Regions from separate parts of the Zea mays genome. Here regions 1 and 3 are each linked to region 2. The links are chromatin contacts, called in public Hi-C maps. All regions are on one chromosome and are shown on one strand. The core of a region is the stretch at or near the end of the contact, and the rest is flanking DNA. Distances in the headings are between cores, read along the strand shown. Region 1 holds the start of LOC103626973. Region 2 holds the start of LOC100217215 (Pre-mRNA-splicing factor 3). Region 3 holds the start of LOC100277069.

Region 1 (2,700 bases), core at 18-2,517, 170 kb before region 2:
TAGCAGGTGGCGAAAGGTTCGATTCGGACATCCTGTCCCTGACCGGCCGGCCTGGGCACGTTTGCGTGGGAGACAGGTCCACAGCCGCCACTGGCTGACGACTTCTTTTCCCTCAGCCGTGACGCTTGGTCGGATAAGCAAGCAAGGAAAAATGGAGGCTTGGAAAGATCCACGGCCGACAAATCCCGCGCGTGCAAGTCTTTTTTTTTCTTCATTTTTTTCCCCATTTCTGGAATCTTACCTACGGCAAGCCGATAAACTGCAGAAATACCTTGACAATAGTAGCGTAATAGTGATGGTATTTGGGCATGAATAAATAGTATCCGAATAATAGAACCTTCTAACTAATGCAGTGGTGTCTGGTAACGAACGGCAGCGGCCACACGCAAATGCAGCTCCCCGCGGCCACGTATCGGCGACGGCGGACTAGACAGCAGGACACGACATGAAGCAGAGCATCATCACTTGGCACACGCGGTTGTGAGGAGGCCGATGAGGGCGAAGGAGACGATGACGATGGCCAGCGACGCCGCCCGCGCCAGCTTGCCGAAGCGGCGGGCGAGAGCCATGACCATGACGCCGACGGACACGCTGACGCGGTGTTTGTAGAGGCCGCCACCGAGCGTGGGAAGGAGGACGAAGGCGGCGAGGACAAACAGCCCCACGACCGCGAAGCCCAGGATCCGGGTCGAAGCAGGGGCGGCGCAGAGCACACGCCTGACGAAGGGGATGGCGGCGGCGGCGGCGACGGCGACAAGGGCCGATACCACACCGCTTTTCCCGGCGAGGACGTCGACAGTACGGTAGAGCAGGCCGCCGGCGCCGGGCGCGGTCAGGAAGAGGCACGCGGAGACGAGCAGGGCAGCGCCGAGGGACACGACGAGAGTCAGCAGGGCGAAGAGGTCCGCGCGCGGCGCGTCACCGCCCACGCCCGCGGCGGCTCCGAGTCCGCCGGGCGCCTTGCGGACGAAACGCGCCAGCAGCATGGTGCCGAGAGCGTAGGCCGTGGCCACGGCCATGGCGAGCACGCAGGCGGCGATGTCGAGGAGTGGGCTTCGCGGCCGCCCCGCGACGGCGTCGAGCAGCTGGCGCAGCGCGTCGGGGAATCCCAGCGCCCCGGCGCCGAGAGCCAGGACGATGACCCCCGGAATAGGGCCGGTGCCTGCCATTCGTTCGCGCTGTTCCCCCGTTCGTTCTGCTCACCTGCTGCTCAGTGTGAAGTTTATAGGAATCGGATAGCTTGTTTCCCAGAGACGGCCATCTATTATTTATACAAGATGCAGCCTGCAGGCAGAGGCTGTATGCCACTATGCCTGCCCGGCGGACAGGACATGCCGGCGGTGCGGTGGTCCCCACTTTGCCTTCCAGTCCGTGTCCCAGGAACCGAACGTGCACGATCCACGTGCACCAGTTTTGATCTCCAATTTTCAAAGTACAGGCACGTGTCCAACACGGCAACACCAGCCCACCACCGGAAGTTGTGCGACGATGTATTGCTATTGCTATGTAGAGGCACCACGGTTTAGACTGTCCGTAGCGGTTCCTCTAAATTTCTCTCACAATATCAAATTTTCGCGTTACATCATCACATTTTATCTTATACTTTTTTATTTCCCGCAGAAGTCTTTTCTATATTCTTCCACTATATCTCAATACAATTATAAAATATCATTATCCAACCCTATTCATCATTTATTACCATTTTTTTCTTCACAAATTAAAAAACCACCGCACAAATAAACGGTGAAAGGGGCGGCGGACTCGCTGGCAGCAACGTGTTTCTGTTCACTTCCGACGCCTCGGGGGCTTTGCCCCTGTTTGTTTCGGCTTTTCGCAGCTTCTAGCCACCAAAAGCTAATGCGAACTGCCAAACACTCAGCTTTTCAGCTAGCTTCTATAAAATTCGTTTGGATAAAAACCATTAAAATCAACATAAACATATAATCGGTTGAGTCGTCGCAATAGTAGTAATCCATCACTTTATAGATCCTGAGCCCCATGGACAACTTTATCTTCCTCCGTACGTAATCTTAATGATACTCAAATTCTCTACATAGTCGGATTCTCTCCACAGCTAGATTCTCGGAAAAGCCGAACCAAACAGTTTGCAGGGTACCGTGCTGCGCGCGCAGGGGCGCCCCTGTCAACCACTGCGGTTAGTCTGACTCTCAGGACTAGTTTAGAAATCCTAATTTTCTAAAAGATTTCTATTTTTCCAAGAGAAAATGAATTATTTTTTTTTGAGAAAATAAAAATTTAATATAAAATTAGGGTTTCCAAACTAGCCCTCAGTGTTGACGAAAGGCTCGGTTTTATCTCTTGGCCTTTACCGGCCGCCCCCTAGCCTCGACAGGTTTGTGTGCCAGAGCCACTGGCCGACTGAACGACTGCATTTTCTCCCCCACATTCGCTGGCTTGGAAAGATCTGTCAGGTCGTTGATGGCGAACCAACTTTGCTTGTTTGAGAACAAGAGAAGCCAACCGCAGAATCTCTAAGTTGTTTTTTTAATTTTAGTGTAGACTGTACCTTGTATTTGAAGCGATATGGGAAGAGATCTTTGTTGGTCATCTATTTTAGTTCCTGAAAAAAAAACAGGACAACACTATTTATCTTCCTACCGAGGGATAAGATGAAGTGACGAAGGTTTTTTATTCATGAATAATGTATAGAGGGGAAGATAACGAGATTGGATACGAAGG
Region 2 (2,793 bases), core at 149-2,648:
TGGGCAAACATAAACCAATAAGGGACTGCATTAGTCTTGACTGAAGAGTAGCTTGTAAGAATGTATTTATAATAACACGAAAAGCTGCATAATAACAGCATGCTTACAACTTACAGGCGCCAAACAAAGCATATTGTAGACATATGACAGCACAAAACAGTCATAACTATGACTTAGGATCATTGTCATAGCTGCCTTATTCTTACTGAATCTAGGGCAAAAGTTGGCATTGTAATAACATTAGCCACTCAAATCAAGCAACAGTAACTGTTAATCTCCTAAGATATTTTCACAAGGAGACATTCAAGCAATACCACTCAATTTAGATGGCATAAACTTCTTGGGCAGAACTGAACCTTAAAACACAGATTCTGCAGAAAGACTTTAAGCTCTTCAACATTTTCAAGACAGATGATAGATGATGAACTGATATGCCAGGAACTAAAAAAGTACAGCAATCTACCCATTCCATTTCTCCAGGTTTCCATAACCCAGAACCTAGTAGTGTACAAGTGTACAACCATCGCTCACTTGACAAAAAGGTTATACTAGCAATCATAAGCATTCTACTTGCCCAAGCTTCAGTAATCAATGAGAACAAAACAAACGGACCTCAGAAACTGTAATAACACTTACATTAGGCCCATTGCCGTTCTGTGAATCTCCGTTAATTGATAACTCCCCCTTCTGCCCATGAGATGAGATTTCCTTACTCGACTTACTCACATCACCATTCTTCCCATTCGCACCGACATCCTCAAACCTCCGGCGCTCCCGCCTAGGCCTCTCCTCCTTGGGTGGAGGCGGGTCTACGGAGGCCCTGGCCCGCTTGCCCCCTTCGCGGCCGGGCTCGTCCCCGTCGCCACCGCCCTCGTGCCCCTTTCTCTTCCGCGACGGCGACCGCGGCTCGCGGTCGGTGGAGTCGCGGCGCTCGACAAGCTCCCGGGGGCGGCTAGACGAGCGGTCCCGCTTCGCCGAGGGTGGCGGGGACTCGGACGGGGAAACGGAACGTCGGTTCCCGCGGCGGCGATCGTCGTCACCGCCGTCACGGTAGCGGTGGCAACGGCTGTCGTCCTTATCGTGATGGTCACGGTGCCGGCGGTCATCCTCGCCGCCTCTGCCACCGTCCTTGTCGCGGTGGCGGCGGTGGCGACGGTCCTCGTCTCCACCGTCGTGCTGGTGATCCTCGGTGTCGTGGCGACTACGGCGGCGGTGCCGGTCGTCGTCCCGGCCGCGGGATCGGTGGTGCCCGTCGTCGTTGCGAGTGCGCCGTGAGGAGCGATCGCGATCCATGGGCGGGGATGGCAAGGAGAGGGGGCTAGGGTTTGAGTCGGGTTCGCCTACGAGGGAGGAAAGAGATGAAGGATCTGCGGTCGGCGTCGCGTGGGGCGGGTTGAATTGGGCCGTTGGGGATCGTAGTTCCTCGGTGTTACGTTCGTATAAACCAGATCGGGCCTACCGGTATGTAGTGGGCTGGTGTCGGTGGAGGAATGTTTGGGACCACTCTACGAGGCAAGCATCGAGTTTGCGCTCCCATACGAAATTCTGACTATTTTCGCTAGATTTTTCTACAAAACAGTTGTACAATCTGATTATTGTTATTTTACCCATACTTTAGGGGTGTTTGGTTCTCGCCTTCTAAAATTTAGTCACTAAAATTCCCTAAAATAACAAACAGAATAACTAAAATAGATCTTTCAAATAGGATTTATAGGAACTCAAGTTTAGTTTCTAAAATTTAGGAGGGCCTTTACCATTATCAGATAATGTTATACTCTTATATTTATTATTTTCGCTTGAATCAATTGAACTAAACATTGCCAATCAATCGATGTCTTCTTCCTTCTTGTAATTTATCTATAAATAAAATCAATTTTGAGGTAACCAAACTTAATTGGGTCCTCCAATGTTATTAGTTGCAAGACTTTTGAGTACCCAAATTGTCTTCTTCTTTAGGGCAACAATAGGTGCACCGATGAATTTAGTGTCCATACCCTAACACCCCTTTGTAAGTAAATAATAGGAATCAAATTTAATAGAAGATGTGGTTTTGTTCTTGTTCTTGAAATTTTGCTCCAAATATCCAACTTACTTGTATTTTAAGCAAAATGATCATTCCCTTTCATAAAACTAGTTTTGTGAGTTACGAAGATCGTCTTGACAACCTTAAGGGTGTAGCCTAACCCCCTCTTTGTTGAGATAAAACTTTTGTCTATGCAAGCACTTTAGCAAGCATGCCTTATAACCACGAGTGAGATATTATTAGTGAAACTATTTGTATTTCTACAAGGAGTATTAGTAGGAGCAGTACAGGTTTGTGTATAAATAGTATCATCAAGAATATTACTTGTAACACCTATACTTACTATTTCAAGAAGAGGGGCATGAGCTTCTTTCAACTTCTCATAAGTTTCAAAGGATTGCTCAAAAGCTTTGTGCTTCTTGCACAATTCTTTGTATTATTCTCTCTTCTTGTTCAAGAACAAATGAGTCTCTTATGATAGCTTAATGTGTTCCTTAGTAGAGGTCTCCTCTTCACCCTCACTATCACTCTCACTATGAGTCTCATCAAATTGTACCATGGGAATGTGTTTGCCTATGTAGTTTCTCTGCTTACATATTTGAATTATGTATTGTCTTGCACCTTCGGTAATCCACATCCAACTTGGCATATTTGTTCGTTACTTCAAATACATTGCTTGCATATTCTAGAGGTAATCTAATGGAATGCAATGCACATTAGTCTATGTATAAGCCCTAGATTACTATTGCATAATAGTTGCTTTTTGGAAT
Region 3 (2,763 bases), core at 70-2,569, 230 kb after region 2:
GTCATGTTCTTCCATTCTTCCCCGGTGATCTTGCCAATCTGTGGGAACGTACACAATGTCACATCAGAACAAATGGGTACGCATCGACACAACAGAAATTATAACTAAGCAAGCCATTCACCTCAGGTACATTCTTCTTCTCCGCGACCAGCGTGGCACGCCTCTCCTGCGAGTACACGAAGTAGGCCGACATGGGCTGCTTGGGCTTGGAGGGGTCCTTATCCTTCTTGCTCTTCTTCTTCCTCCCCTTCTTGCAGTCACCCTCCTCGGCCTCCTGCCTGAACTTGAGGTACTGATCCAGCAGCTCCTTGGCGGTCCACTGCATCTGCTGCTCCTCGAGAAGCTTCATCGCCTCGGCCTCGCGCTTCTCCTGGCCAACCACCTGCAGGTAGGCCTCCTTCTCCTGGCGGTATCGATCCTCATAGGGCTGCTTCTCCTCGGCGCCCAGAGCCTTCCACTTGGCGCCCAGCGTGTTGGACACCTCCTTGAAGTCGGCCTCAGGGTTCTCCTTCTTGACCTGGAATCGACATGGGCAGCACAATTCGTCAAACACCTGGTGGGCCAACAAGGGAGATGATGCATCGGGCGGATTTGGGAGCTCACCTCGGTCCACTGGTCCTTGAGCCAGAGCACGTACGCCGGGCACGGCTTCTTCCTCTCGTGGCCGCCCTTCCCCTTCTTCTTCTTTCCCTTGTCGTCTGCTTCTTGCTCTTTCTCCAGCAACGACTTGACGAGGGGGAAGCTCTGCAGAAAAAAAATCAGATCAGATCATCAATCGATCAGACAAATTAGGACGCAGATGACCCGCGATGAGGTCCTGAACCGAAGCCAAGGAATCTGGATCTGAACGTACCACGGTAGGCTTGAACTCCTTGGCGCGTTGCGCCTTCCTGAGCTCGGCCTGGAGACGCTCCTGCTCCTTGTCTCTGGTCTCGATCTCCTCCTCCTTCTTCCGGATGACCTCATCCCGCTCCCTAACCATCTCCTCCGCCTTCTCCTTCTCCAGCCGCAGGCGCTCTAGCATCCCCTGCAGCTCGGCTATGTCGTCCACGACCACGGCCGCCGACGCCGCGGCGGCCTTGGCCTTGCTGCTCCTTGACGGCGCCCGCTTCGCCTTCTTCTGCGCTGAGCAGGACGAGAGATCGGCGGCCTGGGCGGCCTTCCCGGCGGAGATGTTAGCCTCGTTGTCGAGCACGGCCACGAGCGCCTTGCGGCCCCGGGCGCTGCCCCTCTTGCTCTCCACCGCGGCGGTCGCCATGGAGCCGGACAGGGTGAGGTAGAGGGAAATCCGAGCGGCGGCGGCGAGGTGGAGATGGTGTGTTTTCGGTGATCTGGTGCGATTGGTTTGACATTTTTATGTACGATACGAGCAGACGGGAGCAGGAGCGTGTAACGGTCAGAATTTTCAAAGTTTGAACGGGAGGTGATGTCGCCGCGTGGGGGCGCGTGCAACGGCTAGCCGACAGTTCACTGGCATGTGAGGCCAGAGGCGGAGGGAAACTGCCACTAAGGTAAGGTGCATGACTGAACTGGCTTTCGTCAACCATAGCTGTATATTTCCTGTTTGAATGAATTTCCTACTGTTGCGATGTGAATGGGCAGAGCTCATCTTTTATCCGTTTGGTTTATTGAAATGGATGGTGGATGAATTTCCTCGCGACGATCCATTTAGGGCTCTGCATTCGGGTTTTTTAAACTTCAGTTCGGTTTTTCGGTTTTAAAAAACTTCGGTTTTCAACATATTAGAAAATTAATGATCGGTTTTCTAGAAAATAAAAAACCGAGAAGCTCAGTTTTGGTTTTTTACTTTGGTTTTTCGTTAAAAACCGAATATCAAACTTATACTTAAGACAACACGTACAACAAGTTCATAATTTCAAAAAGTAAAAATTATATAGGTACAAATATTTAGAGATACATCATATATCACATATACTAGCTGAGTGCCCGTGCGTTGCAACGGTAATATATAATACCAGTATACTACGATAACTTATATATAAAATGTGTGTTATATTGTTATGAGAGAATGTTTCATAATCAATTTGTGATCCTAGTCATACATAAATTTTGTTATTTTAATCTAGTTGTTTCACCACTACATTGCAACCATCAGTATCATGCAGACTTCGATATATGCCACGATTTGTATGGTCTCATCATTGGAGAGCACGTTCCACGTATGCTAGAAGAAATTTTCTCGTACATCGTTAGTCACCAGACACGCACCATCATACGCTCTTGCTTAAACAAAAAGGTAAATGTGTGTGTTTGCGAAGAGAATTAAAGGCAGATCGGCACAAAAGCTACCATGACGGTGGCGAGGATGACGAACTGGTCACTGTTGTCGATCCTCCTCTGTGTCACCTCCAACGCTAAGATGATGCCACAATCCTCGATATAGTAGTCGTCGAACGCGCGCGACATGACGAGTACCGATGACTCTTGGTTGGGCTGCCAAACGAAGTGTACCCCGGGCTCATCAGCGAGGTAGTACCCCTGGCCATTGCACCACCAGATGCGCTACTCCACTACATACATCATGTTCGAGGACACTCACACAACGTCAACAACGTCCATCGTCCCAGCGCACAAGAATTCATGTCCGGTCAGTAGCGACTTATGTGGTAGGTTGGGCTTCAGGTGGACGATGAGCTAGACGACGTGATGGCGTCGTCGTCGGATGCGGTGTCCAGAACAACCCGAGAGTCGTCGATGTTGGCGACAACCATGAGGCCTCCCTGCTTAATGATGGACAGTGCG

Evidence for each region. Hi-C and Micro-C count contacts between places; a contact is called where the count stands out from the background.
Region 1: a contact with region 2 is called in a Hi-C map of leaf, with 6 times the contacts expected there. The contact joins the promoter of LOC103626973 here to the promoter of LOC100217215 in region 2. A contact is called at or near these places in 7 of 25 Hi-C or Micro-C datasets (bundle sheath, ear, leaf and 2 more).
Region 3: a Hi-C map of endosperm shows a contact between it and region 2, with 2.8 times the contacts expected there. The contact joins the promoter of LOC100277069 here to the promoter of LOC100217215 in region 2. A contact is called at or near these places in 3 of 25 Hi-C or Micro-C datasets (ear, endosperm and leaf).

What each region holds. Positions count from the first base shown.
Region 1 is chr5:143,259,928-143,262,627 of Zm-B73-REFERENCE-NAM-5.0, reverse strand. It overlaps LOC103626973, which reads right to left and starts at 1,267. Exons shown (of 1, transcript XM_020537726.2): 1 at 189-1,267. The coding sequence starts at 1,169. The coding sequence ends at 462.
Region 2 is chr5:143,085,131-143,087,923 of Zm-B73-REFERENCE-NAM-5.0, reverse strand. It overlaps LOC100217215 (Pre-mRNA-splicing factor 3), which reads right to left and starts at 1,398. Exons shown (of 6, transcript NM_001359704.1): 1 at 637-1,398. The coding sequence starts at 1,293.
Region 3 is chr5:142,859,824-142,862,586 of Zm-B73-REFERENCE-NAM-5.0, reverse strand. It overlaps LOC100277069, which reads right to left and starts at 1,319. Exons shown (of 7, transcript NM_001150736.1): 1 at 854-1,319; 2 at 604-744; 3 at 122-517; 4 at 1-38. The coding sequence starts at 1,258.